2 separate regions of the Bombyx mori genome follow, and region 2 is linked to region 1. The links are chromatin contacts, called in public Hi-C maps. All regions are on one chromosome and are shown on one strand. The core of a region is the stretch at or near the end of the contact, and the rest is flanking DNA. Distances in the headings are between cores, read along the strand shown.

What was found. Hi-C and Micro-C count contacts between places; a contact is called where the count stands out from the background.
Region 2: a Hi-C map of whole pupa shows a contact between it and region 1, with 4 times the contacts expected there. The contact joins the enhancer-like site here to the promoter of LOC101740011 in region 1. A contact is called at or near these places in 3 of 7 Hi-C or Micro-C datasets (midgut and whole pupa).

What each region holds. Positions count from the first base shown.
Region 1 is chr13:13,905,315-13,909,617 of ASM3026992v2, forward strand. LOC101740011 (phospholipid-transporting ATPase VD) reads left to right here and starts at 2,954. Exons shown (of 16, transcript XM_004927955.5): 1 at 2,954-4,121. The coding sequence starts at 3,307. LOC101738941 (beta-alanine-activating enzyme) reads left to right here. Exons shown (of 6, transcript XM_004927706.5): 6 at 1-921. LOC101738804 (rab GDP dissociation inhibitor alpha) reads right to left here and starts at 871. Exons shown (of 1, transcript XM_004927705.4): 1 at 1-871. The coding sequence starts at 871.
Region 2 is chr13:13,956,328-13,960,802 of ASM3026992v2, forward strand. LOC101740011 (phospholipid-transporting ATPase VD) reads left to right here. Exons shown (of 16, transcript XM_004927955.5): 2 at 4,212-4,416. Among protein-coding and RNA genes, the nearest start is that of LOC101738667, 38 kb to the right of the region's middle. Within about 2 kb of position 3,139, at least 3 of the 8 cell types and tissues checked have open chromatin away from gene starts, as enhancers often do.

The DNA.
Region 1 (4,303 bases), core at 1,704-4,203:
CACGGTCAGGGACATAGCTTGGGTCACAATAAACCTGCTTACACTTGGCAGTTTCATTGCCAGAGCGAACACCAACCACTTTTCCATCCTCTCCCAAGACAATCTCATCTATGGGTTTGTCCAACATATAGGTTCCTCCATATATAGCAGAAAGGCGAGCAAAGCCTTGAGGAAGTTCTCCCAATCCATACAATGGGTAAAGGTAAGGAGACTTACCATACTTCGCTAGTGAATCAGAATACAACTTGATGCGGCGAATGGTCTGGATAGCAGGCTGTTGCAAATAATTATCATCCAAATAAAGGGCAAGAGCATGTCCAGTGAAATCTTGGGTGTTTCTATCTAACCCAAACTTATCGTACAGCGACTGCATGTTTGCAGTTGAGGGATCAAAATCCTTCCATGTCTTGGCATCTTCTTCCTGGAAATCTTGAACGTAGATTAAGAAGTTGCGGAAACGCCTCTTCTCAAACATGCCCATAAGATCAGACGCAAGAGCTTCTTTCTGATCGACAGGTACTTTGGAGATTTTTCCACCTTTGTAAACATAACTTCCTTCGATGGACTTAAACTCCAAGTACCGGGTGACGCCCGTGTGAATAAGCAATTTGACTAGCAATCCATTAGCCATCAGAAACTTAGGAATCAAGTCAACGTTCCAGTCTCGACCTCGACCGTATGTTTCATCAGGTGCCGGTGCGTTGAACTTAGCGAACAGCTCCTCTAACGGGGTAATTGACGCAGATTCACCACCGTAGTACTTATTGCGATCGATGTGCAAAACCTTCTTCCCAGAAACCGACAACATGCCGCTTAAAATACATTCTTTTAAGCCTGTTCCCAGGACAATCACATCGTATTCTTCATCCATTATGATAGTGTAAAAGATCAACTCGATTTAACCAACTACTGCTGAAGAAATGTCAAAATGTCGGAACTGAGAACGGAAAGATGTCGGCCATCGATGACGTTGCCGAATGAACAAAATGAACGAAGTAAAATTATAGAATCCAGATTATTAAAGGTGCATATTGAATGCAAGATTGCATGCATGCAAGAAGCATGAACCAAAATTATATCAAAGATTGAGAATCGATGTTTGTGTTTTTAACAAAGAGAAGAAGTTTAGTTTGTTTTTTGCTTCCGAATAAAAAGTATTAATTTCGGTCGCCTTTATTTAATGTTCCAGACATTTATAAATAGCCCGACATGTTTCAGGGATAGTTTTTGTCATCAGGGGTTGGGATATTGAAGAACTAAATTTTAAATCTTGATACGAATTTCCTGTTGCAAGAAATCTTAATGTTACAACCAATCTTTCTTTTGGACTTATACTGTCGTAGGATTAGATATGTAATAGTTGTAAAATAAATATATAATAGACTATCGTAGGATAGTATCCTGTTTTTTAATAAACGGTGTCACAAGGCCTAATATTAGGTCAAACGAGATCGAATCCATTTAAAGATAACTAGCTGACCCGGCAGACTTCGTAGTGCCTCAATCGATAAATAAAAGACCTAAAGGAATCCGTCCGAAGGGGAACACATCAAAAGAAAAACAAAATTGTTATTTTTATTTAATTCCGAGCATTTTCTTAAATCAAGGTAGATTAAACCTTCTTTGGACTTCCACGAATAATTCAAGACCAAAAATAACCAAATCGGTTCAGCCGTTCTTGAGTTTTAGCGAGACTAACGAACAGCAATTCTTTTTTATATATAAAGAAGATTTCTGAAGTTTGCTGGTTCTAAATCACTCATAATGTTCATATTCATGTCATATTTGTTAACATTCCGCACAGCAATAAATATTTCTTCAGCGATATTCTTGTTTTTTTTATTTTTTATTTCGAGCAATAAAAAAAATAAAAAATTTGTTCTTTTCTAGACAATACTGGGGCCATCCTCTTACGCACATGACACGTCTTACTTCATTGCGTTTAAACTGACAATTGATTCAGTAACTGAATTTAATATTCAAAAATTCCATTCCAATATCAATTTCATTTGCATCTTAGGTCCAGTTGCTCCATTTCACTGCCATTCACAATAAGATAAGAAGGGTTCTTCGTGCCCCCTTAAGAGGGCACGGAGCGGGCCTCGGGGCAAACCCATCTGCCCCGGCGGGCAGAAACTCCCTGCAACGCAGGGCAGGGTGTGATGAGGGTGGGACTGTTCTTAGCGTGCTCGGTTGCAGTTTACATCTATTTAAACATATATAATACGATGGGCTTGGTTAGGCGTCGAATTGGTGCCCGTGGACGTAGCACACCAGCGCGGCGGCGCCGGGGTGCTGTACTCTGCTTTTCTTTTCTTTTCTTTTTTGCCCTTACAACTAACTAAACCTAACTACAAACTAACTACTAACTACTATATACAAACAGGAACAACAGTCAGCAAGAAGAGGGCCGGGGTCCACCACGGATCCCGTATGTGGACAGCTCAGTCCCATCCCCATGCTCCCACACTCATTATGAGCACTCCCTTAACACTCCGGTTAAGTTGCCAGTAGCTCCCTTGGTTGCGCCCGACCATCAGTTGGTCTGGCATGCAAGGGAGCTATATTGTGGACATGCTCGTGGGGTCCACCGTCAGCCCGCTCGTAAATATTACGAGCTAGCCTCCAAATGAACTCCTCGAGCAACTGCACATAAAGATCCCGGGCTATTACGTCATTTCTGACGTAACGGCCTGCTCCTACTATCGTGCGTAGAGCCAGATTTTACTGGGCCTGCAACCTCACCCGCGTAAGCTGCGGGATGAGGTGATACCATGTCGCAGCTGCGTAGGTGATACGGGAACGGACATTGTAAATTGCCATTCATATGGCAATGATGGCTTCATCCTCCACTACACAAGACTTGGCTGTATAGGCTTTGCTCTCATCGCGTATCCAATTGACAATCAAATAAAACAAAATCATGTCAAAATGTCAACTTCGTGTCAATTCTGTCAGTTCGCTACTCTCACTTACAGTCACTTTTTTAGTTGTTTTGAGTTGTTCTCTCGCGTACGTGATAAGCGCCGTTGCTTCGTGGAAATAACAATATTTGTATTTCGATGTGAAATATATAGCAATGTGTAATGTACTATCAGTTCAGAATACATCACCATTGATACGTTCTCTCTGTAACACGAATATTATTCTTGCGAATCAGTGATCAGATGACTTTACCATATGTTTCAAATCATTCGACAATCGACAAATTCTCTTATAACTCTTCAATAAACATTACTATCACATTACGCGTCACGTTTTAAATGAAAGGAATAATTGAGCGGCATCCATCACAGATGTATAAAAATGTCAACAGAAGGAAGCGGAGAGACTCCCTCGACGGTGCCATGTTTACCAGGAGCACCCGAACAAACATATCTATTTCCGAAAGTAAAAGGACACTCGAGGTCCATAAGCCATGGTGGCACTCCCATACTAGCCGGGAATACGACCACGGCCCGGCCGCCCTTAAAATCTGCACTGAGAGGTCATCAGCGAGCTTTGTCTCATGGTCAAATTGGCGAAGGTCCACGCGCCGGGTCAGGACCCGGTCACAGTCGCACTGGCAGCCGCACAGACTTCATCTTGCCACCAGGTCATCGCGAACCAGTACCTGCAAGTGCCCAACCAAGACTGGGATCTGTACGCGCTCATCACTCACGACAAGCATCCCGCTCTGATTCCATATACACAATAAGAAGAACTTCCGTTGTTGGCCCATGGCGGCGTGCAGCCTTTTGGTTGTTGAGAAGACAACAGCCTGTTATTGATAATTGTCATATGACTGTAGTACCAAACCATTTAGTGCCAGATAAAACACCACCAAAAGACCATCCTAATGGACATAGGTGCAACAATAAAATTAGGACTACTAAATACACCTTACTGTCATTTTTACCAAAAAATTTATTTGAACAGTTTCATAGGATCGCAAATGTGTATTTTATTTTTATTGTGTTGTTGAACTGGGTGCCAGCTATAAGTGCATTTGGCAAGGAAGTGGCTATGCTACCTGTGTTGTTTGTGTTAGGTGTGACGGCTATTAAAGACTTGTTTGAAGATCGGAGAAGACACATGTCAGACAAGAGAATCAACAATTCATTTTGCAGAGTATACAAGAAGTGAGTAATTTAAATCTTAATATTTTTTTACTTGAATTAGCTATTTGGAAGTATACTAGAATGTGGAATTGTTGTACCTACAGTAAGTAATGACTCAGTTTGTTTCATAAGATTCTGTAGAATTTACAAAATGGCTCTGGCCCTTAAGCTAGCTTATGTATCAAAAAGCAATTTTCATTTTG
Region 2 (4,475 bases), core at 1,889-4,388, 51 kb after region 1:
GTTATACAGCGGAATAACGCAGGCGATTGCGGCCGAAATATGACTGTTTGTTATTTCACGTAACGCATGTATTCTGGATAGGTAGAAAAACTGAAAAAAGTTAAGTTCCTTAAGACGTGCGTTTCATAGTTAAAACTAGTTAAAGCATGTAGCATAGTTACAGCTAGCACTAGCAGATTTAAACGTTTGAAAGACAAAATAAAATCGTTTTTAATGCTTAGATGGTTGAACTAGCTTACGGCCTGTATGGTGTTAGATAGTTACAGTTTTAAAGTACAACGGCTGCCCCACTTCTCAAACAGAAACGAATTATTGCTTCGCGGCACAAATTTAGCAGGAAGGTGTTGGTGTATCTTTGCAGACTCACAAGTAGCCCTACCAGCAGTAAGAACTGCGCTTATCAGATCATATTCAAAGTAACGATTTGAGTGTTTATCACACATTGGCAGTTGTTACAAAATGCAACGTTTTCCTCATCTCAGCAGATCGTGTTTCCGATTCGGTGGTAGATTCTGCGAAGCACTGCTCTTGCTAGGGCCAGTGTTAGCAACACTGCGGTTTGAGCCCCGTGAGCTCACCTGCATGTTAGGGCGAAGCATGAAATAGCCTCTCAAGGCTATCAGCATAGGTTTAAAAAAAAGTTTTCCTTAAAAATCTACACTCGTTTTTTCTTTTTTATGATTGAAAGATTACTGGTAGCCCGGAGGCCTTTCCAGCTTCAACAGGACAGGTGGGCGAGCAAAGGCTCAGCCAGGAGGGGTGGGATTTGCTAACTGCCCGAGCGCCTTTTTTTTTTTTATGATTGAAAGTTTACTGGTGGCCCGAAGGCCTTTCCAGTTTCACCAGGACAGGTGGGCGAGCAAAGGCTCAGCCAAGAGGGGTGGGATTTGCTAACAACTGCCCGAGCGCCTCCGAAGGAGACCTAACAACTCAAGAGCAATTGTTTCGCGAATGAATCTACTACCGGATCGGAATCGCGACCCGCTGAGAAGATCCGGCGAGAAACTCAGCGGGCTGATGCATGGGTTAGGTTGCACGTCGACCTCTTTGTCGAGTTCGACGAGTACGGTTACCGGGGTCCCTAAGCCTGCCCCTAGTATTAGAGCTGAAGGCATCTAATGCAAAGGTTATTGGATCTGATGGATCCGTAAGGACGTGTCTAGGGCGTCGACGGTGACTGGCTCCTGCATGATCAGGATTCGGGGAGTAGTCAGCGGCGGCAACGATAAGGCGATTATCATGACGCATAGCCTTATCGAAGTATCGTTCCGACGCTGACTTCATGTATTTCCGAATTGATTCGAGGCCCAGGTCGTCGTGTAGGTCAACGTTCCTCACGAACCACGGAGCCCCGACAGCTAACCTGCAAAAGCGGGATTGTAGGGATTGGAGGGTGTCTATGTGTGTGCGGGCCGCGTGAGCGAACACCACACTCGCGTAAGTCATGACGGGCCTTATGCAAGTTTTGTAAAGTGTCACCTTGTTCCGAAGGGACATTTTACTCCGCTTACAGATCATGGGGTAGAGTCTACCGAGAATAAACGCGGCACGGTCACGGACTGATTTTATATGCGGGCGGAATGTCATCGATGCATCCAGAGTAACGCCCAGGTACTTGACCTTCCTGGCCCAGGGTATGGGTTGTCTAAAGAGAGTAATCGGGGGTGTGAGATTCCTCCTCCTAATCCGGGAGGAAATCCGTGTGGAGCTTCCCCTCTGAAATAGCACCGCAGTACTTTTCGCTGGGTTGATGTCTATGCGCCATTTTCGGAACCACTGTCCTAGGGCTAGGGCTGCGCTCTGAAGTTTCTTCGCGATTAGGGACTTATTTCTACTAGAATAGTAAACAGTCGTGTCGTTGGCGAATAAAGCTAAATGGGTCGGCGGCGACCGGGGAATATCGTTGACGAATAAGCTAAATAGGAGGGGTGAGAGGACAGAGCCTTGCGGAACTCCAGCTGTGAGAGGTCGTGGGGAGGAGCGGGTTCCCTCGACTCGATATCGAAAAGGCCCGAGCGCCTCCGAAGGAGACCTAACTACTCAAGAGCAATTGCTTTGCGAATGGATCTACTACCGGATCGGAATCGCGACCCACTCAGAAGATCCGGCGCGAAACTCAGCGGGCTGATGCATGGGTTAGGTCTACACTCCTTTACACTACACGCCTCTACACCGTTTTATGACGTCAATAAAAATCTTGCTCACAAACAGGACGTAAAAAAAATAAAACAATAAAAGGAATTGTCTCGAAACGAAAACGTTTATTATAGTTTATTACTCTTAACTGATAACGAATGTACTTCCTGAAATTTGACATTTAATAATAAAGCGTAGGTACTATGTACATTCTTTATCGAGAAATTGAAAACCGATTATTTTAATTTTTTTTAAAAGCACGTACCGAGTAATCTTGTTATAGCATATGATTAGATTTATTTTATTAATATTCGAATTACATTTTGTATGTTAGGTAATACTTGCATCTCGGATATTCTATAATATAATATCGCGAGATGTTTCCAATGGTAATTTCTTAACCCACAGACACAGCCCACTGAGTTTCTCGCCGGATCCTCTCAATGGGTCGCGTTTCCGATCCAGTGGTAGTTTCTGCGAAGCACGGCTCTTGCTAGGGTTCGGATCAGCAACATCGTCAGGTTTGAGCCCTGTGAGCTCACCTACTTGTTGAGGTTACCCTGATACGGTCTCTCTAGACCGTCAGCTTCAGTAGGAAAAAAAAATCATTTCTATTAATGTTCAAGATTTTTTTTTCGGTTATATAGAACGCGCTCGTTTGTGTCAAATACACTGAGAACACTAAGGCGTAATAACTTTAATAGATATCCAACTTGAAACGAACCTGAAGACCATACAACAATGGTGAGAGTCGAGTAATCGGTACACCAATGAGGCGATCCTAGTAAAAGGAAACAAAAAAAAAATCCCACTGGCATTGTTAAGTCATTGCCTCTATTAAGCGGTGACAAGAAAGAAAATATAAATGCGAAACAAATGAAAGCGAAAGCGGTAATCGTCTACGGATTATTCGTGTAATCGGGCCACCATAGAACAAGTTACCTGTTGCTTTTACCTCGCGAACTCTTATCGGAGCCATGAACGATTTTAAAAAAAAAGCCAGCCGACACGCAGTCGATAACATCGTGACGACATAGCATGCTTGCATGTTTGTGTTACAGCGACATTAGTAGGTAGAAAAATTGACTAATAATGTATAGTAATGCAAAAAATAATATACCAACAGTCTTCTTCCTAGTCGTACACTCTTGACAGAGTGGGCGTGGTCTGGTTCAGTCATCCGGCCCTAATTTAGGATTCCCTGTGTTATAGGTACCCTCCTCCTTGCGTCGGTTTCCTCATTACTGAGGGTCGTGGTCATGGCCTTGAAACAGTTTGTTTTTTTATAATGCACCGCCATCTGTTCCTATCTGCAGCTGAGTGCAGAGCATCGTGCACTGTGGTATCAAGGGCTGCACGAATCTGGTCCGTCCAACGGGTCGAGCTCCTGCCTCTTGGTCGCTTGCCCTCGACCTTTCCAGTGACCACCAATTTCTCCAAGCTGTCACTGTCTGTCCTTGCAATGTGGCCAAAGTATTTAAGAATTCTTCGCAGGCAAATGGTGGAGTGTCTAGTCCGGATTTTGAGCTGAGCTAGGATGGATACATGGGTACCAGAGACAGATAAACATACTTATACATGTTTAAATATATATTTAATAAAAACACCCAGAAAAAGAGCAAACAAATCTATTCATCAATCATCACCACCATCATCAACCAAATTTACATAACCAAGTGTGTTATGTCAAGTTACGTATAATTTTTCGCGACGTCGCGTCGCGCATGCCAACCAACGTAAGCACGTAAGATTAAAATGTGCAAAATTAGTTTTGTTTTCCGTTTTTGATGTTAAAATCGGCAAATAAGTTCATTAGTTATTCGGTGTAAAAATAGGCAGTTAAGTAGGAAATTAGCAATACCTCCAGGGATATAATGAGGCATCGTGAAATCGTCTGATACAATATTACTTTGCACTATTCAATACGTGTTAGAGAATTTCAATTTCATTGTCTTTAATACATCACTCGTAAAAAATATACGAACAAGGCTGTATGTAGTACATAACACTCAACAACCTTCAGATAACGTAAAACCGTATTTGTTTTTCATTAATTATTTATCTTCGTTTCACAGATCAGCCGAAAGATATGTTAAGGTGAAATGGAGGGACGTTCGAGTCGGCGACCTCGTTCACTTGTCTAACAACGAAGCGGTGCCAGCTGATATGGTGCTGCTGCACTCCTCCAATCCAATGGGGATCTGCTACCTGGACACGTGTAATCTGGACGGAGAGACAAACTTGAAACAGAGAATCGTCGCACCGGGCTTCAGAGAAAAGGTAATAATAGTATTTAAATTTATTAAATTTCGCTCGTGGTCTAGCCGGATCATGCGTGA